4 separate regions of the Zea mays genome follow, and all the other regions are linked to region 1. Evidence: chromatin contacts called from public Hi-C data. All regions are on one chromosome and are shown on one strand. The core of a region is the stretch at or near the end of the contact, and the rest is flanking DNA. Distances in the headings are between cores, read along the strand shown.

Region 1 (7,251 bases), core at 1,947-4,446:
CTTTAATCATTCATTGGTTACTTAATATTGAACTAGTTAAGTACACATAGATTCGCTATGACTTCTATATAGATAGACTTAGTTAAAAAGGACTAATCTCTTAATCGGGTTCTACATCCATTCACAATATTCTAGTGCAAGCACACACCCAAGAGAACACATGGAAGGGGATGGTCTAATCACAATTACATATTATGCTATTTTAGTTAGGTTGGTTATACGGTAATATTCAAGATTAGCAGCACAAGTAGAAGACAATGGGAACATGTTATTATCTACATGATTCTATTACCATATGAATTATAAAGTAACACTATCAATCATACTCAAGCATGACAAGAGAGTAGAGCAATCAACCACAACTAACATGTTCAATACAGCAGCACATCGTTACTTGTTTCATTCGTGACTCACAAGATATTCATCCAAAAATAGTGAACAAACACTTTTAAGAAAGCTCAAGAAATTCTCTACAACTTTGGTATTACTATCTTAATGTGATTAGACACTTAACAAGGTTGATTTGACCTATAACAACAGCTCTGTACAAAGTTGGGCAAATTCAGACCTGTAACTTCAAAAGTTCATAACTAAAGACTCATGCATCCAAACAAGTGATCCTAGACTTTCTAGAAAGATAATAAAATTTCCAACAAAACATTTATAAACATCTTAGGACAACTCAATATGCATCAAGGGTAAAGGACACTAGGAAGGCCTTGCTGTCCAGATTTGGTCAAATTTATACCATGCGGAACTGATCGGTGTGGAGAACATGACGAGCTAGCGCTTGGTCAAACGGAAGACTGAAGAATTATCCGAAACTAGGAATTTGATTTTAGTGTTGCTCGAGAATTTGTTCGCGTACGATTAGAAAATCAAAGGACTTGAGATCGACTAGCTTTTGAATCTGTGATTGGAAAAGGCGAGTCACGACATTAAAAAGAAAATCATTGCCGATGTTGAATTTTGAATTCGGATTGGACACAGAGATATTAAGCCGAGTCAGATAAGAATTAATTAGAGGCCGACACAACAGAGCATTCCGTTTGAGAGTACGAACTTGGATTAAATATTTGGACATAGACCAAAATTGAGAAAGCGGATTCGAGCACACGAACTCGAATTAAATATTTGGACATAGACCAAAATTGAGAAAGCAGATTCGAGCACAGATCGGATAGCAACTACCGAGAGTTTGAATAATAGTATTTTTACGCGAGATTTGCGAGATGAGGTTGACATCCGAATTTGCACTCGTTCAAGAAACAAATCTTTAACATGCTCCAAATTTGGCTATTCTCAAGATCGAATAATTTCAAATTCAGTGAAACTTTCATGAGTAACTTGATAAATGGAGATAGACGTGATCAAGCAATCCAAATTTTCCACTGACGATCCGAGCTTAGGACCAATCTCACGACAGAGCACGAAATAAACACTCGGGGTGTCAAAATATTGTGATATCCTAGCCACTGGGATGGTGATATCCTGGCCCAAGGCCTAATAGAATTAATAGAGTATCCATACCAACAAAGTACATCTTCATTTTCGGAAGTCTATCTCGAAAGAACCTCCAACTTAAGCGTGCTTGGCTTAGAGCAATTTTGGATGGGTGACCGACCGAGAAGTTTTCTCGGGTGTGCATGAGTGAGGACAAAGTGCGCACAAAAGACTCATGTTGGTCTGTGGGGACAATATATGATCCTATCGAGCTGTCAAGAGTAAGTACCGCCGGTCCAGGGATTGGACGGGGTGTTACAAGTGATATCAGAGCCGACCCTCACGGTTTCAAGGGTGTTTGTGGGTTAGGGGTTCGGATATATGGCGCACGTGGGCCCGGAGTGATCACATGGCATGGCATATGACGACACTAGACACACAGACATGGCTAAGAGAAGAGGTTCCTGAATTGGGGTTGACCGACGAGGACATTGGTCTTTTAAGAGGGTGGATTGTGATATCCTGGCCCCTAGGATGGTGATATCCTGGCTCAAGGCTTAATAGAATTAATAGAGTATCCATACCAACAAGGTGCATCTTCTTTTTTGAAAGTCTATCTCGAAAGGACCTCCAACTTAAGCGTGCTTGCCTTGGAGCAATTTGGGATGGGTGACCGATCAGAAATTTTCTCGGGTGTGCATGAGTGAGGACAAAATGCGCACAAAAGACTCGTGTTGGTCTATGGGACAATATATGATCCTAGCGAGCTGTCAGGAGTTAGTATTGTTGGTTCAGAGATTGGATGGGGTGTTACAAATATATTCAATGTAACGAGAGACATATTGAAAATGTCAAGGCAACAAAGATAAGTTCTCATGTGTTATTCCATGTCTTCTTGTCACATTTCACTTATGATGTATGCGATGGTATAAAACCTTAGGACGAATGTTTTTATAACGCTTCGACTAGATTTTCAGTACCTTTAGAGGATTGAGGTCAAGTATATGACAGTTTCATCTTTTATCATACGTTTAAACCTTTGTCCTCAGATGATTATACCGAAGGTGTATTATCTTTGGGACCACGGTTTTTATTTCTCAATTTTGTGTTGCCTTATTTTTAATGCCATGCAGCAATGAAAACAAGTTACCAACAACAATAATACTTGTTAATACCAAACTTAAGTTAAACATTACTTTAGTTGATGAAATCCAACTATTATTCGAACGCATCATATACTAAACATGTGCATAAACAAATAGTTTTAATGATCCTAGCAACCGAAAATGATTCGATCTGCTGTTGTGCATGTCACATGTGAGCCAATATTGTTTAATCAGGAACCAAGCACCCCCTAAAAACTTGAGCATATGAGCCTGTTTGAGTAGCCAATGTCCCATAGCCGTGCCCACCTGCACCTGGCCTCGGCCGTCGTCTCGGCGGCTGGTCTGGTAATCCGCCAGATGCTCAGAAGTCAGAACAGAGCAATCGCGGTGACTGGCGACGCGGCGAGGCCGACGGAGATGACAGCGAAAGCTGGAAGGGGGTGCACAAGACTCTCTCGCCGAGTCCACGCCCGGCCGCGTCTTGGACTGGTGTTTCTTCCGTGAATTGCCTCCGTGCTTGCTTGGATATTTTGTTAGTCCAGTCTCAGTCCAGCTTCTCCGATCCCGCGGAAAACACGTGGAGCCAGAAGAAGCAAGCGACTCGCACGCCCAGCAGCCAGAAAACTATCCAAAGGCAGCCGCAGCAGAAGCTCCGCAACCGCGACTCAGCGACTCTGCAGTAGTCGTTGCCCGTTGGCCGTTGCTGCGTGCGTTGACATGTAGACTACTTCGCATTCGTCGTCTCACTTCACTGGGAAGCCGCCTGTGCGCGCGCCGCGCGTCAAGATGGAGCACAGCTGCAAGTTCGGCCCGGACGGCGGCTACGACAGCAGCAGCAGCGGTGGCAGCAGCCCGCCGGCGTCCCCGCGCTCCGGACCCTCGGACAGCGACGGCTCCAGCAGCAGCAACGCCGACGAGGTCGACCGCGGCACTAGCCGCCAACTGGTGACTGTGTCGGAGTCGTCCGCCTGCGTGCTGCACGACATCGACAGGCACCAGCAGCGCATGCTCGCCCTCCTCCCAGCCTTCTCCCCTCCCGCAAGAGCCGGCGCGCGCGCGGACGCCTTGTCTCGCTGGCTCGCCGGGTTCGACGCCGGCTGGGTTCTGGACGTGGGCGCGTTGGACGGGGGCCGCGATGGTGGTGGTCTCTTGTCACGGCGGGAGGTCGGGAGGAGGGTCAAGGCGTGGGTGCAGGCGCTGAGCACCATGGAGCACGTCTTCCGCCTTCGCCACCAGAAGCTCAAGGCCGCGCACGTGGTCGCTATGGGGGAGTTCGCGGCGGCGAGCGCCGGAGCGATGCTGAAGCTGGCCGGCGCCGTGGCCGCGCTCGGGAGCTCCCCGTCGAAGCTGCTCGCGACGCTCGACGTGTACGTCCCTGTATCGGAAGCGTTCCCAGTCCTCGCGAGGCTCTTCTCCTGGGGCCCCGCGCATCCGGTCTCGGTTGCCGTCGAGACCGCGCTCGCGGAGCTGGTGGATGCGGCCCGGCGCTGCAGGCGCGACCTCAGGTCGTCTTTCATAAGGTCGCACTACCCATGGCGGATGCCACAGGGTGGCGAGGTGCACCCGTGCGTCGGCTTCTGGATGGGCTACTTTCGCTGTCTGCTGCGCAACCGCATCTCCCTCTACTTCATCCTCGGCGGCGGCGACGACCACAGCGACAGCGAAGCACCGCCGCCGCGCGCTCCAGCCGGCGGCCTCGGCCTGGTGGCGGAGCTCATATCGTGCCTGGAGACCGTGCTGGAGGAGAAGTCTGCCGCTCTAGCGTTTCCGGGGCTGAGACAGGTGTTCATGCTCAACAACACGTTCGCCATCGTGTGCCGCGCGATGCGCTCCGAGCTCAAGCTGTTGCTGCCGCCGGGGTGGGTTCGCGTCCGAGAGCAGCGCATGGAAGCATACATCAATGGCTACATGGACGCGTCGTGGAAGCCCGTCGTGTCGCTCTTGGACGGCGGCGGCACCAGGACCAAGCCTGGCGCTGCTCTCGGGCGCCGAAGCAATCGGCTGAGCGCGTTCTTCACTTCGTTGGAGAACGCCTGCAGCGCCCAGAGATGCTGGAAGATTCCAAACCCGGTGATCCGGGGTATCCTTCGGAAAACCGTCACTGAGAATGTCATGCCGGTGTATCGCCGGTACTTGCAAGAACATCCGGAGGTAGAGGTGGCCAAAGGGCGCACCGCGGAGGAGCTGGAGCAGCACTTGTCAGATTTGTTCGAAGGGTAGAAGGTGGTGTGAAATACATTTTTGGCTAGTTTGGAACCCTATTTTTCCAAGGGGTTTTTCATTTTTCCAAGGAAAATTAGTTCATTTTTCCTTAGAAAATTGAAAATCCCATGAAAAAATAGGGTTGCCAAATTAGCTCTTAGGTTTTTAATTTTATTTTTTTCTCCAGCAACGGCTAATGTATATATTTTATATTTAAATTATAGAGTGTGGTTCATGGAGGCACGCAAGTGCATCGGTTAGATGCAATCCCTGAGCAATTTGTGAGGATTGTTTTAGGGGATTATCTTGAGTGTAGTGAGCTTCCCGCTTTGGGGTAGATCCATTCTTTGTGATGGTTGGCTTGGTCATGCACCAAAGCCAAGTGTGTGCTCAGTTACTGTCGGAGCTAGGCGTAGGCTCAGTTAACACCGGAGCTAGGCATGTGCTCGCTTTCGGGCCGGAGCTTAACATAGGTTCAGTTAATGGCGGAGCTGGGCATGCGCTCGTTTTCAGGCCTGAGATAAGCGTAGGCTCGATTGTTTGGTCATAAGTTTGGTTTCTTGCACGCATCTCCCCCCGGAAAGGTTTTGTCCTTCGAGGAGAGGATTGTCCATCATCGACCTAGGTGGCGCAGTGATGGAGGGCGTTGAACTGCTAACGAGTTATCCAAGTGAGATCCAACCGTCCTTTGCTAGGGTCTGGTCTGGCGAGTGGTCCCACTTTAGGGCTTGGCTCGTTGGGGGCATCTCATAAAGTCCTTCCTTACTCGACCCTGTATTCGCCCTTTGATTGGATGTCCAACCAAAGGGGGCCAGTGGCCACCCCATGTCACACCTGGTTTTGGAAGGTAAACCGAATGCGAACCATGTACGTGCCAGGATCAGAAATTCATGTACACAACGATTACATAATTGGACATTATCACACATTGCTCAAAATAAAAGCAGAAATAGTACTTTATTACATCACGATGTCCAAGACATCCACACCGTCATTAACTTAACATAGATCAAAGTGCAAATACGAAACATAGTACGATAAGGCCTTCATAGGCAGCTGACTGGGGGTTTGCCACTAAACACAACTAGAACTCATCGAAGTCTTGAAACTCCTAAAAGTCCTCCATGTTGCCTTCATCTTCTCCTAAGCACTCATTGCAATGGGACAACTTGGGGGTTTGGGTGTTTTAAAGTAAGGGTGAGAACACATCAACGTACTCATCAAATGTCCCGTGGCTAAAGTGGACTAGCTGTATGTGGGGTTAAGCTTAAAGTAGTTGCTTTTAGTTGGTCAGATATTTATTACTAGTAGAAAGCCAAATTTTAGTAATACATCCAAGTTATTACCCAAAAGGCACTCCCTCCAAGAGGAAATACCATGAACCGTAACCATAATCCTCAACATTAACCATCATCATAAACACCATCTAGAGTAACTCTCCCTAGAGGTCATAGCCGCTTGTTAGGTTTCTCTAGTTTGATAAACACAGTACCTCTCCCCATAGGAAGGGTGACTAACAAAAGCAACACGAAAGAACCTCGGCACCCAGCCTCGGTAGAGCAAGTACTATGCTCGGACCCTATAGACAGCTCGACGGTGAAGCCAACTACACCTCAAGTTCCTATAATTAATCAGCTAGGGGCATCCCATTCCACCCTCATGGTTGTACTATTTTCCCGGGTGCTCATCCAACGAACACGTCCTTAAGGAGAGGTACTCGGGAAATAGCAAGAGCCCCCTAAAGTATCACAAGTTCATCATCAATAACAGAATAACATCATCGTATCATAAATATTCTCATCATGTTCATTGATTAAAATAAAACAGTAGCATAATATTAATCATAATAACCTATTCCCAAAGGGTAAACAAGGACATGAAAACAGAATACTAGTCAATCTTTAGGTTGATGATGGTATGCGGGACAGTGAATTATAAAGTAAGTAGGACACAATGGGTCAGAGGACACTTGCCTTCACCAGATTCCTGCTCAGTGAAGTCTGCTGCAACACACTCGGGAACCACGGACTGCTCGTTGTCTACACAAAGCAATCATTCATTCAACACACTTGGAGAATAACAACGAACATTACACCAAACATATGCACCAGATCAAACACAGATTCACTAGAAAATTATAGATACACAAGTGAAATCAATGTTCTAGGGTAGATCACTATGTTTAAGGGTCTATTGTTCTCTAGCTAAGTTCATCTTATTAAATTTACTTCCCTAACTAGGTCTATCTTAATAAATTACTTACTTAATTAAAGTTATTCCAGGCATGGGATTACACTAAATGAATTTAAGTTTACAAAGTTACACACTTGAACATTCATTAGGGTTTTACCTTTTCTTTTATTCTTAAATAATTATTATATTATTTTAAATTAATCTAGAGTCTAGCCACAAAATTAAGACATGTAGACAGTGGGTGAATATAATTTAAACTGATAGAGAATAACATTATGAACATTTTTCAATTTGAACCATCCAATTT
Region 2 (7,251 bases), core at 1,905-4,404, 400 kb before region 1:
ACGAAGTCCAGCTTTCATAAAGCTTTTAAATACCACCACCTCGTCTGTTTCAGGAAGTGGAATAGTGTTCTCTCCTCCAGCCCTCACTATGGATATGTCGTGGAAGTATTTTCCCTTCATTGCTTCAATTTTCCCTTGCTTAATAGTTGATTTCCCGAAGACAACATGGCTTGGCCTCCAAGGCCAATCTTCGGCATCTTCATTACCACTCACTACATCGAAACTATCACTGGAATCCCCAGATAGCCCAGCCAACATTTCGTCAGTTATCTTTTCCACGTTGGTTTTTTCCATAGCTTCGTAAAAACCAGCAAGTGTGGGATCTGCAGTCTCCTTGTCTTTGGCCATTCCGATGGTGGCCGCAACAAAAGCCGAAGCTCAAAAGAACAATTGCGCTCGCAAAAGATGAAAGCTAAAATGGCAATCACAGCACAAAGAGCTAGATAGCACGAAAAATATTTGTGGTGCAAGCCTTTGTATATATAAACAAAACACCACTGAGCGGTGGGACCCACGATTCAGAACGATTCACTATTCTAGCGAAGGGAAGGTGTTTTTTTGGACCTTCGGCTAAAGGCCTTCATTCGTATCGCAGTCTGAATTTGTTACGAGGAAACAAACTAATACTGCGAGGGGCTACTGTTCGGGGCCTTCCTCTTCCGAAGGTCCTCAAAAACACGACTAACCATTTGTTTCTAGCATAATGTTGATTATTACAGGAGATTTGTCTAGAACAAAGGTTCATGATGGGAGTTTTCTCTTCCGTCGAAGGTCTTCAAGACAAAGACATAACCCGGAAATGACAGCAATGAACGCCGAAGCTATCGCCAAAGATTAATAGCTTCGACTTGAAGTAATGTCGAAGATCAAGCATGTTGCTAAGCCAAAGAGATAAAGACTAGCTAGTCCCTAATGATTTATGTTACAATTATGAACAACTGTTAAGGTCATAAATGTATTTTTACCCGGGCTGCATCCGATGCCTATAAATAGATGAATAGTACCACCATATTGTTCACGCTGAATTGTAATCGCTCTCGCATCAACACCTTCAAGCAAGCCAAAGGTATCAATGTAACATGAATTTTATCCATATGTTTATCATGAAATAAATATATGGATGAATGTCATACATAATATCTTTGTAAACTCTCATTCTTGCTGACAATGAAGGTATATCCTTCGTAACCTTCGTCTGAAGACCATTATATCCGAAGGGAGATAATGTTTCAGAGGATGAAAGTCCCTAATGTTTAACAATTTTATTGCCTTGTTCTTGATTCACAGCATTTCAGAACAAGTGACAAACAGATCGACATAAATTAAAAGCATCCGAGATTTTGATATATCTCATAAAACCTATCCTACCCACATCTATCTACATGTCCATAAACTCATAAGGTAACTCCAAGATTGAAGACCAAAGATGATCAACCTCATCAAGGAAGGATAAGCACCAACTAAAGTCTTCAAAGATCAAGCTGGATCACGAGATGAGTCAACATCCACTATGCATGATGGAGTCTTCCATTGCCAAAATCTTTCTTTCTTACACTTATCTTGATCTTTCTTACCCCAACTTTCTTACCAATAGCTAAAACATGATTATCAGGTACCCATGATATCCTAGTCACCTACTAGTTAGTCTTAAAAAACACTTTATGGTTTGGTACCAATTGAAAACTAGAAGCGAAATACAAACAAAACCTTCTATATCCCTTTTCTTAGTAATATCGAGGACGAGATTATTTTTAAGGGGGTAGAATTTGTAACACTCAAAATCACATTTTGACGATTTAAAGAATTCTCCAAAAAGATTTGAGATAAAATTCTTCTAAATAGTAATTATAATTCTTTATAAAGTATATTCCCCTAAAGCAAATAAATAGTGCTATTAAAAGTTGTGTAGTTCAAAACTTAGATTTAAACCTTGAAACCAAAAGAGGAAGTTGAAATCAATAATTAGAAGAAATATTTTTATTATTATTCCCTTTGTAAACTATATAACTCTTTAAAAGTAATTTTAAGTAGAATGGTTCCTAGTAAAGATTATATTTTATTTTCCCCTAAATAAGTGAAATAAAGGATACTCATTTTTATTAACTTAAAATTTGATCACATATTCAAAAGTAATATTTTTCCTAAAATGAAATGAATGTGTGCATCACACTTTTGAGCCTTTAACTAAACAAGGGAATAAAATAATTAATATAAATATATAAGTTTATAAAAATATATATTTTACATTCATGCTGATATTTTGGATGTTGCATTTAGAATAGAATTTGAAACTCATTTGAATTTGAAATTGGAATGTGGAAATTAAAATAGAAAAGGAAAAAGAAAAAAATAAAAGCCTAGCTGGGCCTGCTACCTCACTTTCGGCCCAACCTCACCTTACTTCCGGTCGGCCCAATGCTACACAGCTAGCATGCAGGCCCGCTCGGCCAGACTCCATGATTCACCCGCGCGCCAGCCTCACAGACCGTGCCGTCCGGGGCGCATGTGCACTGGGTTCCTGACATATGGTTCCAACCTGTCAGCTTAACCAAAGTCGTGCGCCGAATGACGTGGGAGACGTTGGTACTGTTTTTTCTGCTTAACAGATGCGCGTGCGGACCGCGCCTAGCCGTTCGCCTACTGATCTCACTGCGTCACTGCCATGTGGGCCCAACGCGTCGGTCGTCTCCTTCAAGTCTGAATCGAAGACAGCTCTGGGTTGTTGTGAAACAGCCACCAGAGTTCACGGGATCCCGATCCGGTTCGACACCAATCGGCCTCTCCTTGGATACGGAATATAAAACTGCCCCTCCATAATCTCCTCGTCCCTGGAATCTAACCATTGTAGCGACCCAAGCGAAGAACACGCGGGAAGGCGAGAGCATCCGGTAGAGAGAGATAGAAAGTGCCGCTGCTAGAGAATCAAGAGTGCGGCGGTGATGTGTCCTTGGTGGGTAGTCGGGGCGAGTCGCCAAATCACGCTGCATCGATCCGTGGCATCACTGAGCCGGTGGGAGCCTCGCCGTCGTCGAAATCGCTCGTCGCCGCGTACACGGCCGCCGTGAGGGCAGATCGCCGCCGTACCCTGGTGTGCGGTGGGGAAGAATTCCTTTGGCCGTTGATCCACTAACGAACGATCGAGATTAGACAGAGAATACCTTTTTGTTTATTGGATCGGGACCGTTGGATCGGATCGAATGGCTGGTGTCCTGATCGGCTGTGGTCCGTTAGATCTAGATCCAAGGGTTCGCGAACGCGTACCGGTTCACTTAAGAGAGGATCTAATCTGTTCCATCGATTTTGGATCCAACGGCTGATCTTCGCCGATACACTTTCGGCCAGGTAACAATTGCATAAGAACCCCTGCTCTTTATATGAATGAACCCGCGACCCACACTATGTATAAAGTAGTTTAATCCAAGCCCTCGGGTTTTTACAGAACATACCCCAAGCTTCTGGTAAATAGTGTCCGCAGCCCAAGGCTTAAAGAAAATGAGTGAAATTAATAAAGAAAAGGATTTTTAGTATAAAAATAATTCTAGAAACTTGTTTAATTCATATTTAATTCATTTTAACTCCTTTTTGATCTATTCCAATTGCATTAGTCTCATATTAATGTTGTTTATCATCTAGTAACCTTGTATTACCATGAAACCTTTGGTTAAAATCTTGTACCTTATTTGTTTTATAATAAACACTTAAAACCTTCGGAAAATCATAACTTTATAACCGTTACTCCGAATTTAGTGATTCTCGAACCTAGGATCTCGTTACAATGCGTAGAACATTATTATGCAGTTTGTTCTTATGTTTGGTGTAATTTTAATTTTGTTTATGCCATGTTTGTTTGTATTTCTACGACTAGCAGCGAGGTTACGAGTCATCTAAAGACCAACTTGGTACCTAGGAATCTCGAGTCCAAGGCAAGTTGTGCCCTTGATCACTTTTCTCTTTACCCAATAACGTTCCTGTTAATCACTGTGACATGCTCTGGTTAATTTGATGGAACCTAATAGGATTCCCTAGCTATTGGGAGCCTTCGTCCCCCGAAGGTCCTCAAAAATGTGATTTAACAAAATCTTCCAAGTGTGACATATGAATAGGTACTTTCGGACTCGGGCTAAAAGCATGATCGTGACGAAGGTCGGAGTAGTTCCGAAGCTACGCGTAGGGGAGCTTCGGCTAAATGGCGGAAAAAGGAACTGACTTAAAGGGCAAAAGGCTATCTGGTCCTCATAGAGTTGTCCATAAGTCAATAATAAATGTAAAGGGCATGAATGTAATTTCTCACAGGCTACGTCTTGTGCCTATAAATAGATGAACAGTGCCCTCGTACTGTTCACGCTGACTGGTATTCGCTTTTGTGTCACGCTTGTACTTTTACCTTCTATCAAGCCGAAGGTATCTTTTGTAATTCAATATTGTTTCTGTCTTTCCAAAATAATATAATGAGAATGGATTAATAATGTTATATGGTTGTTTATGTTGCCTCTTATATTTTATATACTTCTACTTATATTAACATATATCGCATTGATAAAGGTATATCCTTCATAACCTTCGTCTAAAGATCATTATATCCTAAGGGAAATAATGCTTCGAAGGACGAAGGACATTAACATTTAACATTGGGTGTTGCCTTGTTCTTAACTCATAGTATTTGAGAACAAGTCCCCAACATTGGCGCCCACCTCCGGTGAACACTTTCGACCACCTTCGGCAAGCACTGACCTTCATCATGCCGCCGAAGAAAGCTTCAGCGCCAGGGACTGTTGCACTGCAGCCGCTGGACCCAAACCAGGAAACTCTTTCTCTTTGAGAGGCTCGAAGCCAGAAGAGGAAAGCCACCAGTCCAATACTCCAGGAGGAGGAGTTGGACCAAGAGATCAGGGACATGGAAATAATCCATCAGCATGTACAAAGGAAGATGGAGAAGATGGCGCGGCTGGCTGATCTTCAAAGGAAGATCGACGAAGCTACTGAAGAAGTGCGTCATCTTGCTCAAGATGAACAAGATCGAAGGCCCCAACACAGGGAGCTTCGTCAAGAAGGCTTATTCAACGAAGATGGATGCTATGATGATTTTAACCATGATACCTTTACTTTTGATGATGCTTCTCCCTTGGCAGCAGAACTGCAGGCTACCCCATGGCCCCCGTCATACAAGGCACCTCAGCTTCCCATGTATGATGGGCACTCAGATCCAAAGCAGTTTCTGATGAGCTACGAAGCAACTATATCTTCGTATGGAGACAATACTGCAGTTATAGCGAAGTCCTTCGTCATGGCAGTCCGAAATGTAGCCCAAACATGGTATTCTTTTCTTCGGCCAGGGACTATCACGTCGTGGCAGAAGCTTAAGGACATGTTAGTTACCAGCTTCCAAGGCTTTCAAACTAAGCCGGACACAACTCAGTCTCTATTCCAATGCACGCAAGACCATGAAGAATACCTTCAGGCATATGTACGAAGGTTCTTGCGACTGAGGGCACAAGCACCTACAATGCTCAATGAAATTGTCATCGAAGCCATGATCAAGGGTCTTAGGCCAGGACCTACTGCTCAATACTTCACCAGGAAGCCCCCACAAACTCTGGAGAAGCTGCTTCAAAAGATGGATGAGTACATCCAGGCTGACAATGACTTCCGCCAAAGAAGGGAGGAAGCTTACAGATTCTCGGAAATGACCAGGGGCTTCGGAGGAAGAATACACCTGAGGCATGTTAGGTCAATCCATAATTCCACTCAGAGTGACGACAAAGGAAGTCAGCCTCAGAGGTCGCAATACACCTCACAATCTTCGGGGCAACAACAAAGCTCTTTCAGGCCACCAGCTCCAAGGGGCAAAGGTGCCAGGGGCTTCGGGGGAAGATTTGGGGATCATTCTAGAAAGATCTACTGCTTATTCTGTGGTGAGGATAAGGGCCATACTACAAGAATGTGCCAAATCACCATTCAGAAGCAAAAGGAGATAGCTGAAGCCGAAGCTCGGCAGAACCAGCCAAAGCAGGTCTTGCACATTGCTTCGTGCCACTCTCCCTACATACGAGAGTATGTGGGAAATCATCCCACAGCTTCTGCTGCTTCGGCTAGCCACTCACAGGCTTCCTGGCCACAACTCCCACCCCCACCACCGCTACAGCCGACCTATTCTCGAAGCCAGCCAGAAGGGCGCCAGTATTCTCAGCAGCAACGTGAAGTCAGGGAGGAATCCGAAGCTCACATGGTCAACAGTACTGTGCCAGAATCAAAGCACATTTATTGAGCGATATCCTACCTCTGAAGTACTTTTATGTTCTATGCCATTTTGTATTTCAATAAGGAACAAACAATGCAGAACTAGTTTTAATTTCTTGTAGTAGTTTCACTTTTATTAGAATGAAATATATCTTCAAATATTTACGAAGCTCAAAAATTGCTGAAGCTCAAAAGTCGTTCCTAAGGGAATGCAGAGCTAAAAATCGCAGCCAAAGTTTCGCCGAAGCTACAAAACGCTGTTCCTAAAGGAGCACAGCGTAAGTTTTGCCGAAGCTACAAAAAGTCGTTCCTAAGGGAGCGCAGTGTAAGTTTTCTGCTCAAAAGCGTTCCTAATGGAATGCAGAGCCTAATACCGCTGAAATATAAGGCGAAGAAGTTCAAAAGACGTTCCTAAGGGGATGCAAAACTTATACCGCCGAAATAGAAGGCGAAAAAGTTCAAAAGACGTTCCTAAAGGAATGCAGAACTTACACCGAAAAATAAGCGGTGAAGCCGAAAAATAAACGGCAAAGAGATTTCGATCGTTCCTAAGGGGACGCAGAGATTGTGTGTTTCAATGTGGGCATGTGGGTGTGAGTCTTCGGCATTGGCATCATTCTTCGCATCATATCATCACATCATCTCGCATAGCATCACATCATACATCATATCGCACCTATGACACGAATTGACTACGAAGTCGATCTTTGGAGAATGCTCTGTAAAAATGAAAATATACCAAGGCACAAAGTCGAAAAATACAGCTTCGTCAGCTCTGTTGCAAAAGAAGGATTCCTTGTTTATGAAGCAGGGATGTTTTTATGAAGGTTGGAAATTTCTACGAAGCATCGTTACTTTTATGAAGCATGGATATTTTCACGAAGCACATATCTTTTTCTTTACGAAGCATGAAAAGAAGGGAAGGTGTTTTTTCGCCGGAAGCTCAAAAAAGGTACGGTATGTATATAAAGTTTCATGCATCGCAAAGAGCTGAATTACAAATAATTTACATAT
Region 3 (7,251 bases), core at 2,168-4,667, 390 kb after region 1:
CAATGCAAACCCCCTCAGATCTTTTCATCCTCGCGGTAGCATCCCACCCGAATCAAGCATGAATCACGGTAGCCAGCTCGAATCACCGCGTGGAGGTCACCGGCGGCAAGGTTCCCTAAACCTGAGATCTTTTTTAGTTTACTTTACCATGTTGATTTCAATTAGTGCGCCTGACAGGGCAACTTTAGGGGCCTTTTTCTTCAATTTCCATGTAATGAGCTACTAATCCGATTACATCAAAGTTATTCTCCCATATACCATATTCACTTTTGTCACAGATATCTTGATCATTTACTCACTAGATCAATCACAATCCGGCTCCAAAGTTGATCAAATACCACTGACAGTCTGTTTTCAGATTAATGCTCGACTGACAGCACGACTTCTAGGGCATTTTACTCCAATTTCTATACAATTCTTGGGCTAAGTAACTTAATAAAACTTGGACTACTATAGTAGCTCTAAAACTTTTATATAATGACTTATAGCAAACTGCTTATAGATCAAGGGATACAAAAGCTCAAAGTTTGCTCACCCACACTATTTTTCAGAATTCAAGATTAGGATGGCCCAAGCACTTTTGCAAATTACTCCAAGTTTCACCACAAAACTTGGAAATCTCCAAATATGAAAGTTGCTTAGTTTTTGTTACTCTATCACTTTGATATATACACTTCTACCAAAAAGTGCATAGAATTTATAATCACCTTATAGGGTACTAATTAGGGTTTTGGGCTCAAGAATAGGGTTTGGAGTGTCCTAGGGTACACTAAGTACTTACTCTCTCTAAGCTAATACTTTGAACATTTCTATTAACTTGCTAAGATCACTCCTTAGTGCTCATCTCACAAGGCCACATGTTTCTAATCCTTGAAGAGAGACATTCCTTCCTAGGGTCAAGAATCTCTTTTACCAAGTCAGATCATCACACAAGCATCACATCACATGTTTGTTTTGAAATTTTAGCCTAGTGGATGCATCCTAGGTGGATCATACATAATGTAATGCCAATGCATATGATGTCTTGCCAAAGTTTTAGTTCTCGTAACACCAAGGGTGTTACAGGATGCATATTGCGCTGCTCACGCTGCTGCCAACACCATTAGCTGGACAGAATTCTCCACTCACTTCTGGAATTATCATATTCCTAGTGGCATTATTAAGATTAAAAAGGAGTTCCTATCCCTCAACTAGGGAGGGATGTCAGAAAGCGAATATAGAGACATTCATCCAGCTATCCCGATATGCTCTCGGGGAAGTTGATGACGATGAGAAAAGGAGCTATTTCTGGAAGGTTTGATCAGGCCACTTCAATACCAATTGATGTCGTACACATGCCCATCCTTCCAGAGACTTCTAGACAAGGCTATTGATCTGGAACACAAGAGAGTTGAGCTAGGAGAGAAAAGAAGGGCTACTAACCAAGGACATGGTGGAAGTAGTACTCATCCCCGTTATACTACACCTCAAAGTACACCAGCTTGTGGCAGTTCTGGGCAACAGACTCAATAGACCCAATCAGCTCCTCCTCAAGCAAACACTCCAGCTGGACCTATTGCTCCTAATACATCCACAAATAGGTCATGCTTCAATTGTGGACAGCCCGGCCATTATGCCAACTACTGTCCCAATAGGGCTGCTTACACCACTCCAGCTCTGATGAAGCAAGGTCAGGCCTCAGGGGGTAAGAATCAGGCCTTATCCATCAATCGAGGCCAGGTCAACCATGTGGAAGTAGAAGCTGAACCCGAAGAACCTGAAAACCCAGAAGAGGTGTCGGTTGAAGGTAAAAAAGCCGGTGAAGAAGGCAACGAGCAACAAGATTAGAGTAATTATATATATATAGTATTTGTAGGACCTAAATAGTACCTTAGGTAGTAGATAGTACTTTATTGTTTTAGGAATGATAATAAAGTCTATTTGAACCTATGTTTTAATAACAAGTTATGCATCATGCTGAAATTCTTTATTGTGCATATGTTTTGAGACAAGATTGAGATACATCACTTTTCTTATTAAACTCGAGGACGAGATTATTTTTAAGGAGGTAGAATTTGTAAAACCCAAAATCCTATTTTGTGAGGTAAAAAAATTCTCCCAAAGGATTTGAAATATAATGACTTCCATAGATGATTTTCTTCCTTTATAAAACATATCTCTATAATTTAAATAAATAATAATAAGTAGTAAATGTTGGAATGAGGAAAAACCTTTAAATTTTCACTTGAAATAGTATTTCTTAATAAAGTGTGCACATCACATTTGAAATATATTTCCAAATAGGAGAATAAAATAATCCTTATAAATATAACTTGCATTCATGTTGGGGTTTTATTTGAGCACTTAAATATTCTGTAAGGTTGAACTCAATTTGAATTTAAAATGAATTTGGATTTGAGTCTAAGTTCAAATTGAAGAAAAGAAAATGGAAAAGAAAAGAAAAAAGAAGAAACTCGAACCCGCGCCTTCGGCCCAAACTACCTCGACCGGCCCACATCACCCTCACCAGGTGGCCCACTCCATTTCCCCCCACCTCCTTCAGCTCCTGTGCCGCAAACAGGTGAGCCCTGTGGGCAGGGCAATCACCAGGCGCCTGGATGTCATGTGCCTCTGGCGGGTGGGCCTAGTTGCCAGATTGTTCTCCCTCCCCACGTGGCGCAAGACTCGGAAAAGTGGGTCCTTTGACTTCGCGTGGATCTCGCCATGCTGTTACTCCTCGGGCTACCTATCTCCTTCGGCCTAGGTGTTTAAATACCGAATTCCCATGCCCCCTATTGTGCGAAATCCTAGCACCTAAGAACCGCCCAGAGCCGTGATTTCCATAACCACGCCGAGCACCATCCTTAGCTCACCGTTGACTTGCCCGTTCGAGTGCCCAGTTTCACCTCTGGGGTCCATAACCGTTGGCGCATGGAGCACCTAGGCCCGGGATCGTCCCTGGGTGCACCAATTTGCTTATCGATGCTCACGGTCCGCCGCCATGTCGCCTAGCGCCGTGAGCAGGGATTGATGTGGCATGATCTGAGGTAAGAAGCCCCTTACTGTTCGCCCTCCTTCTCTCGTCGTATATCATGCACTTGTTTGTTGTTTCAAACACCATGGCGTGGAGCGGAGGTCATGCCAGCAATGGCGCCACCGTCCCTAGTGGGCGGCGCCAACATGTCTTGATTCAGGTGAGAAGGGTCTTCGGACCGTTGAATCAGGAATTGGCGTACGAGATTAGTGCGGGGGTGTCAGATGGATTTCCTAGAAGCTAAGCCATGGATCTAGCGGGTTGCAGGCCGGATTAGATCGTGGTCATGAGAAATCTTGGCCGTGGGATCGTGATCATGTGGCCATGGTTGGGTACCGTTTCGAGGGAGAGTCTGGTTTAATCGTGGACGTGCAAGTTAGATCGTGCGGTTCAGATCCCATAGTGGTTCAATGAAACGATGGGTCTAATCTAGGCCGCCAGATTATGATCTAACGGTTGGGATATTGCGATACCCCTTCAGCCCGTCCGTTTTGCAAAAGACCCTTCCGGGATTCCAGAAAACAACTCGTTGTCCATATGCTTTGAAGAGTTATTACGGATCAGTCCAATTTTATCCAAAACTAACCATAGACTTTCTAGTAATTATGTCCGCAGTCCAGATTCATTAGGAAAATTCAGAATTAAACGAGGAAATGATTTCTAGTATAAAAATAATTCCACAAACTTGTTTAATTCATATTTAATCCATTTTAACTCTTTTTGACCCATTCCAATTTCTTTAAATTCATATTAATATTGGTTATCATCTAGTAACCCTGTATTACCATGAAACCTATGGTGAAAATCTTGTACCTCGTTTGTTTTATAATAGACATTTAATCTTCGGAAATCATAACTTTATAACCGTAACTCAGAATTTAGTGGTTCTCGAACCTAGGATGTAGTCGCGAAGCGTAGATCATTATTATATCTCCTGTTTGGTGTGATGTTAATATTTGCCTATATTATCTATTTGTATTGCTATGAGTAGCAGCGAGGTTACGAGTCACTTGAATACCAAGTTGGTAACTAGGAATCTCGAGTCTAAGGTAAGTTGTGCCCTTGATCACTTCTCTCTTTACCTAATATTGTTCGTGTTAATCACTGTGACATGCTCAGGTTAATTGGATGGGACCTTATAGGTTTCCCTAGCATTTTTATCCCCGACCTTGCAAACAGATGAACTATTGGGTAGATTTGCTATTGCTCTACCTGGTTTTGGGAATTTAATGTTTTATTATGATCATGTTCCAATTATATTGTTGTTTTAATTATTGTTCATGATAAGATCATCATGTTAATTGGAACATGGAGAACCAAACGGGAAAACAGTGCTACCACAAGGGTGGAATGGGACGCCCTTGACCAAGTAACTAGGAAAGCTAGGGAGAGATTACCTTACCCGAAAGGGGCAAGCGGGAAGGTGTCGCTGTTAGATTATAGGGAGGTTCTCGGGTCGAACTGCTGCGATGGCAGTTCGGACGAGGGATTCCTATGCTTCCTTCGTCCTAAAATCGTAGTGGGTATTCTCGAACTAGTGGAACTTTGGAAAGGCCTCGTAGTGCTACCCTGCCTCGCTTTCTCGCTGTTGGGGACTTGTTCTTAACTTCTATGAATTAAGAACAAGGCAACACAGAAATTGTTAAATGTTATATTCCTTCGTCCTTCGAAGCATTATTTCCCTTGGGATATAATGGATTCCGGACGAAGGTTATGAAGGTCACACCTTCATAAGCACAACAAATAATGAAGAAGGATTTATATAAAATATGAAAAATAATTTAAACATATGATTATTATCATTAACTTGTTTCTATTTCATTATTAAAGAAATAATGACGAATTACAAAATGTACCTTCGACTTGAAGGAAAGTAAAAATACCAGCGTGAAGCAAAAGAAAATGTCCAATGCGTAATTACAAGAGCGCGTGAACAGTACAGGGGTACTGTTCACCTATTTATAGGCACAGGGCGCAGCCTGTGTATAATTACATTTATGCCTTTTACAATGAACTACAATAATGACACGGAATATCATGGGTCTTTAAGTCATTTCATCTTTAAGTCGGTTCACCCCTTTGTCTTGAGACATGTCACTGTGCCGAAGCTTTATAGTCGATAGCTTCGGCGCTGCTTTGGAGAGGATCTGCCGAAGGTGTTTATTTCTTTAGGATCTTCGGCTACGAAGCATACCCCCAATAGTAGCCCTTTCGCGGTGCTAGATCGTTTTTCGTAACGAGCTTGATCCGTGAAAAATCTTCTGGGCTTCGGGATGCCGAAGATCCAAAAAACACCTTCCCTGAGCTCGTTGGCGAGAAACGATTAAAATAATCGTCGCACGCGCGACCCATCTTGCACCAATTATGCGCTCGCCAGCGATTCACCTTCTCGAACTATGTGGCCCACCGTTCAGTGAGTGCGGGTGACTGTTTGTTTGGTGCTGGAGACCTTGCCGATTCACCTTCCCACCTGCAGCACTATATAAACAGACGGGTAGGTGTGAAGTTACCACAGCATTCATTGCTATTGTACTGTTTTGCTGCCAAATTTTTAGTCATAGCCGCAGCTTGATCATCGTGCTCAGACGAAACCTCGCTTGTGAATCTGCTTCGGCACAAGTGTAAGAGCTTCGGAAAAGACAAAAAAGCCAACACCAAAAATTTCAAGTAAGTCATAATCAAATGGCCAGAGTTCGCTCTACTGCAAGAGTCGATCGTGAGGGAGACGAGACCGAAGCTGTTGAAACTGTTCCTATTTCGGAAGCAATGAAGCGATCTGGGTTGGTAACACCGGAAGACGTCCCTGCTGCCGAAGCAGAGCAAGCTGGTATTGAAGAGACCGATTCTGAAGATGATTACAACATCGCAGTGCCGAGCAAGCCTAGCCACCTGGACTTCAGAAAGTCCACTATCTCCGAAGCTGATTATCCTAAGATGGTGAAGTTGGGCTATTTTAGCGAAGATAAGAAAGAGCTGATTCGCTTTGGTGGAGAAGAAACTACTCTGAAGCCAGAAAAAGATGAAATAGTAGTTTTCAAGAGTTTCCTCAAAGCTGGTTTGAGATTCCCTTTAAATAGGATGATTGTCGATGTGCTAAAGAAGTTTGGGATCCACTTTCATCAATTAACTACTAATGCTATCGTTAGGCTTAGTGTTTATATTTGGGCTCTTCGAAGCCAGGGAGTGGAACCGTTTGCCGAAAGTTTTTGCCGGGTGCACGAGCTACATTACCAAACCAAGGCCAGAAAGGATGGGTTACATGAAAATTTTGGTTGTTACAATTTTGCTTACCGGAAAACTACAAAATTTCCTATGATCAGCTATCGAAGCAAGTGGTCGGCAGGCTGGAAATCGGAATGGTTCTACGTCAAAGTTGACGATGACAAGGAGAAGCTGGTCCAGAGTCCGCTTGAACTGATCTTCGGAGAGACCAGACCCCAATGCAATATGACACCAGAAGGTCCAACCCAAACTGCGCTAGCTGAATTCAGGATTATCGCAGAGCACATTGGTACTAGAGATTTAGTGCAGGAGTTTCTGGCTTTCAAAATATTTCCAACTATGAAGGAATGGGCTATGCCAAAGCTTGAAGGAGAGAAGAAAGAGGGGGAACTTGTCCGACTGCCCTACCACTACAAGTTCAAGAAATATTTCAAAGCACCCTGCCAAGAATGGCTCGAAACAATCGAAGTAATGTGCACCGAAATTCTTGGGAATTATTCTAAAAAAGAAGATCAATTGATAACAGCAGCCTTCGGCACCCGGCCGAAACGAAGGCTAAACAGGGTATTGGATGCTATAGGCTTTGAATATCCTGATTATGAGCGACTTGACAAGGGTGCCGAAGGGCAAAAAAGAAAAATAATAGCTGACGCTTTGAACAAAGACGACGAAGATCAATCAAAGAAGAAGAGACAAAAATTTGAATCGAAAGTATTAACTTCGAAGAAAATAAAGGACTCAATCCTAGAACAAAAATCAATTGATGAAGAAGAGAAGACTTCGGTGACATCTTCTGATGCTGAAATAGAGGAAATTCTAAAGGTAATGACTGAAACTCTGCCTGTCAACCTAAGTCCATTGGGGCTTCATCTGACGAAGCTTTTTCATAATGAAAAGGATCCCACAAAGACAAAGGCATCTAGGCCAAAAAGGCAAAGGATTGTTACCGTGACAAAAGTGATTAAAACAACACCACCAAGAGCTCCAGCTCCGAAGGTGTCGGCAATTGAAAGCAT
Region 4 (7,251 bases), core at 3,092-5,591, 270 kb after region 1:
CCGGGCTCCGAGCCTCCCTACTGATCAGAGGTTCGAAGGCTGGCCCCCCGAAGGGTTCAACAGCCGCCTCAGATCGCGTGGGCCCTACACCCACTACTGGTCAGAGGTTCGAAGGCCGGCCCCCCGAAGGGTTCCACGGCCGCCTCAGGCTACTCGGGCTCCGCGCCCATTACTGATCAGGGGTTCGAAGGCTGGCCCCCGAAGGGTTCACAGCCGCCTCAGACGCCGAGCGAGGGATGACCAGGGGTACGTTCGATACATAACCAAGGCTCGGGCTGCGCTCCCGAGGTACCCTAGGACATTTCCGAGACCAGCGGGAGCGATCTTGTAATGGAATCCCATCAGAGGGAGGCATCGAGCCCTCGGACCCCGTCGCCAGGGGACCGGGTCCGGCAGATCACCCGCAGGTACTTTTGGGCGTGCCTCTGGGCCCCTAGCCGACCCCTAACGAACGGGGCACGGACGTCCACTCGGATTACCCGCTTGCAGCTCACCGGAGACACCATGTTCGGCGCCCATCGAGGGTAACATGGCGCTTTCCCCCCCTCCTCCTTGCGGAAAGGCGACGCAGGGGCGTATGTAAAAAAGCCGAGTCTGTCCCTGATCGCCCTCTCGCCCTGTGCAGAGGCTCGGGGGCTGCTCTCGCAAACCCGGCTCCGGCCGAACCGTTGACAGCGTCAACATACCAGCCCGAGAACTTGGGCCCCGACCGTACACCCGGGCTACGGCCAGTTCGCATGAGGGAACAACCAGACTGGTCGAAGCGTTACGCAAGGCATTAAGACCTCGGAGGAGTGAAACCACTCCTCCGAGGCCTCGGGGGCTACACCCGGCGGGTGCGCTCGCGCGCACCCACCGGAACAAAATGCAACCGAGAAAGGCTGGTCCCCTTGCAAAAAAAGTGCGACGAAAGCCTCCAAGCGAGTGATAACACTCCCTTTGAGGCTCGGGGGCTACTGTCGGGGACCATAATTAGGGGTACCCTCAAGACTCCTAATTCTCAGCTGGTAACCCCCATCAGCATAAAGCTGCAAAGGCCTGATGGGTGCGATTAAGTCAGGGATCAGTCCATTCGAGCGACTCGATCATGCCTCGCCCGAGCCTAGCCTCGGACAAGGGCAGCCGACCCCGGAGGATTTCCGTCTCGCCCGAGGCCCCCCTCCAACGGCGGACACATCTCCGGCTCGCCCGAGGCCCTACCTTCGCTAAGAAGCAACCCTGACTAAATCGCCGCACCGACCGACCGAATCGCAGGAGCATTTAACGCAAAGGTGGCCTGACACCTTTATCCTGACACACCCCCCCCCCCGGCAGAGCCGAAGTGACCGCCGTCACTTCGCCGCTCCACTGACCGGCCTAACAGAAGGACAGCGCCGCCTGCGCCACTCCGACTGCAGTGCCACTTGACAGAGTGAGACTGACAGGCAGTCAGGCCCTACCAAAGGCACCATAGGAAGCTCCGCTCCGCCCGACCCAGGGCTCGGACTCGGGCTAGGTCCCGGAAGACGGCAAACTCCGCTCCGCCCGACCCAGGGCTCGGACTCGGGCTAGGTCCCAGACGACGGCGAACTCCGCTCCGCCCGACCCAGGGCTCGGACTCGGGCTACGTCCCAGAAGACGGCGAACTCCGCTCCGCCCGACCCAGGGCTCGGACTCGGGCTAAGTCCCGGAAGACGGCGAACTCCGCTCCGCCCGACCCAGGGCTCGGACTCGGGCTAGGTCCCGGAAGACGGCGAACTCCGCTCCGCCCGACCCAGGGCTTGGACTCGAGCTAAGTCCCGGAAGATGGCGAACTCCGCTCCGCCCGACCCCAGGGCTCGGACTCGGGCTCAGCCCCAGAAGACGACGAACTCCGCTTCGCTCGACCCCAGGGCTCGGACTCCGCCCCGGCCTCTGCCGAACGACCTCCGCCTCGCCCGACCCAGGGGCTCGGACTCGGCCTCAGCCATGGAAGACAGACTCGACCTCGGCTTCGGAGGAGCCTCCACGTCGCCCAACCTAGGGCACAAGCCAACCACGTCAACAGGAAGCGCCATCATCACCCTACCCCGAGCCGACTCGGGCCGCAGAGAACAAGACCAGTGTCCCATCTGGCTAGCTCCGCCAGATAGGCAATGATGGCGCCCCGCAAGCTCTGTGACGACGACGGCTCTCAGCTCTCTTACGGAAGCAGGAGGACGTCAGCAAGGACTCAACCGCTCCGACAGCTGTCCCTCCGCCAGGCTCCGTCGCTCCTCCGACGGCCACGACATCACACCAGCTGGGTGCCAAGATCTCTCCGGCTGCCACATTGGCATGTACTTAGGGCGCTAGATCTCCCCCGCTAGACACGTAGCACTCTGCTACACCCCCATTGTACACCTGGATCCACTCCTTACGCCTATAAAAGGAAGGACCAGGGCCCTCTTAGAGAAGGTTGGCCGCGCGGGGACGAGGACGGGACAGGCGCTCTCTTGGGGCCGCTCGCTTCCCTCACCCGCGTGGACGCTTGTAACCCCCTACTGCAAGCGCACCCGACCTGGGCGCGGGACGAACATGAAGGCCGCGGGATTTCCACCTCTCTCACGCCCATCTCCGGCCACCTCACTTCCCCCCTTCGCGCTCGCCCACGCGCTCGACCCATCTGGGCTGAGGCACGCAGCGACATTCACTCGTCGGCTTAGGGACCCCCCGGTCTCGAAACGCCGACAAGTGTGTTTACAAAAACCACACAACCCCTCGGCTCTTGCACGAGCCATTGTAATTGTACCGAGTGGGGCGGGAGTCTTACGAGACCGTGACAACCGAGTTTGTGTCACGACCTCGACCGTGTACCGGAGGGAACGAGGCCCGGCAGCGTTTCAGTCGGGAGCTTGATAGTGCAGATAGTGGGGAGTGACCGAGAGGAGCCGAAAGCGGAGCACCACTTGCATGTGGAGAAGGTCCGCAGCTCTCTATGGAGTTACTCGACCGAGGTGCTTGGGCCTCACGTGGGCTACTCTTTGCGTAGGGGCACTAACGAGGATTAGTCGGAACCTTGCGTGGTTCCGGATACCTCGGTAAAAATACTAGCGTCATCCACGAGAGTTTGCTTTCTCTACTTGCTCTTTACCTTCCGCAATTATATTACGCACTTAAGTTTCCATCTCTCCTTTCTAAGTTAGAATACTTAGGATTCAAACTTAGTCTTTGATGTAGAGATAGCAACACTTAGACAAAACCTAGTTTGCACATTCTAGATTGTTTATTTGCATAGGATTTATTCTAGGGATTTAATTGTGGCCTAGTTTAGAGACAGTTTTTAGAAGTCCAAATTCACCCCCCTCCTTAGGCGTCACCGTTTCCCACAAGTTGTTTGAGAATGCAAACTTGGACTCAATAGCCATAAGCCGAGACACGAAAATAAGGACAGTCACTTTCGTGTGCTCGTGCAACATCTTTTTGACAGCTTTAAGGAGCTCAAAGAACTTCTGAACCTCAGGCGTAGGAGGATCCTTAAATTCGAGGGGTTGAGGGGGTTCTCGAAACACGTCGGTCTCTGATCGACACTTGCTACAAGGGCACCTAACATCGGTTCCGGTCTCTGATCGAGCAAAAGCACGGTCCAGAAACACGTCGGTCTTCGCAACCCACTCACCTGATAGAGCACCTCTCTTCTTTCAACCTTCATACATCCCTCGACGATCCTCCGCCATACTAGATATGAGACGTTTACTTAATTAGTTAAGTAATGCACGAACCATCCATTATTACGAAGAAATCATGCCCCTACATCTATAGGAAAGGATAATTCCTAAACCCACCTAGGAGTGACCGACGAGCCCTGTATTTATGACAAGGCATGTGCTCTATAAAGCCCAAAATTTGTAATAGGGAAAAATAATGAAATAAATAAATAAATATACGTATATGAAAAAGTTCTTAGCAAATAAATAAATACAGAAATATGCATCTCATGGTAAGGTTCTTGTATTTTTCGCATTTGGGTTTAAATTCACAAGACCAGTTTAAGTTGAAATTTTGAATTTGAAAATAAAAGAGAAAAGGAAATAGAAGGAAAAGAAAAGAACACACATTATAAGATAACAATAATAAATAAATAATATTATTGAAAATAGTAGGATTTATATTCACATTAGGATTATGTTTGAGATTGGGAATCTGAAATTCAAAACAGAAATTTGAATTTGGTTAGAATACTTGAAATTGGAATTGAAAACAAAGAAGAAAAATTAAAGAAAAGAAAAGAAAATGCAAAAGGCTAGATCTTCACTATTTTCCCTCCCCGGCAGCCCACTTCCTCATTCCACATCTGCGCACTGACGACGATGTCCCACCGGCCAGCGCCTCATCATGCTCGTGCACTAACTCTACCGTTGTCTGGCGCGTGGGCCCCTCGCGCGAGGTTCGCCTTCGTCATACTGGAGGCCATGCTGAACCTCCGTACCGGTGGCCGCATTCATGCGGGAAATTGGATGTCCTCCACCTCACAGCAGCGCCACTCCTCCTCCTCCATCCCATCCCCGCTGGTCTCCTATTGCTGTCGCACAGAGTGAAGCGATGGATGGAGATGCCGTTGTTGCGGATTCCACCGATGTCGCGCTATTGGAGGCCAGCAATGGTGCTTCACTGAGTCACAGGTGGGCACTCATAGTTGTACCGGTCGGAGTGGAAGACAGGAACCCCAGGTATTGCTCGCCGGAGTACTACGACCGCCATGGTGCTGCGTGTCGCAGTGGTCGGTTCCGACACCCCCTTGAAGCACGGTATGAAACCTCTCTGATGTTCGTATGAACCTCCGCATTCGTTTGCAGCAGGTAGTGGCCGGATTTTGATGGGTACTTTAGTTCCTGGGCGTTCACCTGTGGCGGGCCACCATACGGCAAGGCGGCGCCGTCCTTGGTCGGCCGGTGGGGTGGAGGATGGCTCCTGGCCGTTCATCCCAAGTAAACGGCTCAGATTAGATATAAGGAAAACGATTCGGTCAACTGAACCATGATCGTTAGATCTGAATCGGTTGGGTATGAATTGGGGGTGGCGTGGACGGTTCCCGGACCACTGATCTGGGATCCAACCGCCATCGTATACCACCGGGTCATCAAGTTATGAAAGCTAATCTAGACCACACAAGTTAGATCGGACGGCTGCGGCGCCACGATACCCCTTCGCCAGGACCGCTTTGCATAAGAGCCCTCGGGAGAAATAAAAATAGAACCCGCCATCCTCCTCTGTTTATACTAATAGCAAACAGGTCTCTGGAAATGACAAATCGGTCTTCAGTACTCAACTTTAATATGAACTTGGTATTAAAATAGCCTTAAAACTTATAGAATTCATATTTTCTTCATATTAGCTCCGAATTGATCCATTCTAATTGCATTAGACTCATGATAATATTGTCTATCGTTTAGTAACCTTATTTTACTATGTAACTTAGTTATAAAAATAACACTCATTTTGTTTTTGTTTAACACCTAAACTATTCAGAAAAATCATAACTTTTACACCTTAAATCCAATTTGGACCATTCGAATTGCGTTAGCCTCATAGAAATATTTATTATAAAGTAGCAACATTAATTATACGATATCACATACTTCTATAATTAAGTAACTAATTTGATTAATCTATGTTTATTGGATTAGCTTTTCTAATATTAATATAGTACTTTGATCTTATAGTTATAATTTGACTAAAAGATGATCTTTAATCAAGTTAAACTTAGATTAAAGCTGAGTTAATTATTTATAGAATACTCTCTCATATGTTGTATACTAATCAATTAATAATATAGTTTAATATTTGAATCACATAGATCTTCCATAAATCACAACTCCTTAACCTTAACTCCAATTTTAGTGGTCCGCGAACCCACGATCTCGTAGAGAAACGTTGATCATTATTATGCAGTTTGTTCTTATGTTTCGTGTGATGTTAATTATGCATATACCATGTTTGTTTGTATTGCTACAACTAGCAGCGAGGTCACGAGAATCTGAAGATCACCTTGAATCTCGAGTCTAAGGCAAGTTGTGCCCTTGATCACTTTTCTTTGTTCCGGTGAATCACTGTGACATGCTCAGGTTAATCTGATGGGACCTAATAGGTTTCCCTAGACTTGTTTATCTCACACCTTGTTTACCACTGAACTTTTGGGTAGTTATGATATTGCTCTATCTGGTTTTGGGATTAATATTACATTATGATCATGTTCCAATTATACTGTTGTTTTAATGATTGTTCATGACAAGATCATTGTGTTAATTGGAACATGGAGCTTAACTTGAGAAACACGTGCCACCACAAGGGTGGAATGGGACACCCTTGTCTGTCTAATTAGAAAAGCTAGTGGAGGACTACCTTACCCAAAAGGGGCAAGGGTAGTAGGGAAGTTGGCGTGTAGGGAGATTCTCGGGTTGATTTCGCTGCGATGGCGGTCAGACGTGGGATCCCTGCATTGCGCTCCCTAAAAACTGTAGTGGGTTTTCTGAAGCTAGTGCAACTTTGTAAAGGCCTCGTAGTGTTGCCCTGTCTCGTCTCCTCGGTAGAGATGAATGGGACTTCTAGACCCCTTGGCAACTGGGTGACATGACTTGTGGGTAAAGGTTACAATCTCTGCAGAGTGTAAAACTGGTATATTAGCCGTGCTCGCGGTCATGAGCAGCTCAGGACTCTCGCATGATTAATTTATGAAATTTAATTTAATTTGTCATTTGCATCGCATTGTGGTTTATTATTAATTTTGATCTATTGTTACTCTGGTTTGGTATCTACTTATACTTAGTAACAGCTAATAAAATTTTGACCAACTTTAAAAGCAATGCTCAGCTTTAACCATCATCTTTGGTAAGCCTTATACTTCACATGAGCTCCCACCTTTGGTGAGATCATGCACATTATTCCCCACAATTGGTTGAGCGATGAACATACATGAGCTCACCCTTGTTGTCTCACACCCCCCATAGGTCAAGAACAGGTACCGCAGGATGAGGCACATGGAGGATGCTGTGATAAGTTCGTGAGAGGTCTAGGCCATCATCTCCCAGTCAACTTTGAGTTGCTGGATTGTTGTCTTCGTATAATGTAATTAATTAATTATTTTGTACATAACTCCTATTATATAGTAAAGATGTGACATTCGTTTCTATACCATGAGTCATCATATTTGTAAGACTTGGTCCTAGTACACTTGGTGATTATGTTCGCGCCTGGGTCTTGGTGCCCTCGAAACCCGGGTGTGACATGCTCGTACGAAATTTTGGCAGCATAACC

What was found. A called contact is a pair of places that touch in the nucleus more often than the background predicts.
Region 2: a contact with region 1 is called in a Hi-C map of bundle sheath, with 2.6 times the contacts expected there. The contact joins the enhancer-like site here to the promoter of LOC103653505 in region 1. A contact is called at or near these places in 2 of 25 Hi-C or Micro-C datasets (bundle sheath and leaf).
Region 3: a contact with region 1 is called in a Hi-C map of leaf, with 5 times the contacts expected there. The contact joins the enhancer-like site here to the promoter of LOC103653505 in region 1. A contact is called at or near these places in 2 of 25 Hi-C or Micro-C datasets (endosperm and leaf).
Region 4: a contact with region 1 is called in a Hi-C map of ear, with 2.1 times the contacts expected there. The contact joins the enhancer-like site here to the promoter of LOC103653505 in region 1. A contact is called at or near these places in 4 of 25 Hi-C or Micro-C datasets (ear, endosperm, leaf and 1 more).

The regions. Positions count from the first base shown.
Region 1 is chr4:90,340,187-90,347,437 of Zm-B73-REFERENCE-NAM-5.0, reverse strand. It overlaps LOC103653505 (exocyst complex component EXO70A1), which reads left to right and starts at 3,196. Exons shown (of 1, transcript XM_008680397.2): 1 at 3,196-5,039. The coding sequence starts at 3,336. The coding sequence ends at 4,769.
Region 2 is chr4:90,743,339-90,750,589 of Zm-B73-REFERENCE-NAM-5.0, reverse strand. No RefSeq gene overlaps it. Among protein-coding and RNA genes, the nearest start is that of LOC100193004, 54 kb to the right of the region's middle. Within about 2 kb of position 3,154, at least 20 of the 20 cell types and tissues checked have an H3K27ac peak or open chromatin away from gene starts, as enhancers often do. A contact at or near this core is called in bundle sheath and leaf, where this site is marked.
Region 3 is chr4:89,954,602-89,961,852 of Zm-B73-REFERENCE-NAM-5.0, reverse strand. No RefSeq gene overlaps it. Among protein-coding and RNA genes, the nearest start is that of LOC103653503, 72 kb to the right of the region's middle. Within about 2 kb of position 3,417, at least 18 of the 20 cell types and tissues checked have an H3K27ac peak or open chromatin away from gene starts, as enhancers often do. A contact at or near this core is called in leaf, where this site is marked.
Region 4 is chr4:90,070,966-90,078,216 of Zm-B73-REFERENCE-NAM-5.0, reverse strand. No RefSeq gene overlaps it. Among protein-coding and RNA genes, the nearest start is that of LOC103653503, 190 kb to the right of the region's middle. Within about 2 kb of position 4,341, at least 17 of the 20 cell types and tissues checked have an H3K27ac peak or open chromatin away from gene starts, as enhancers often do. A contact at or near this core is called in ear, endosperm, leaf and 1 more, where this site is marked.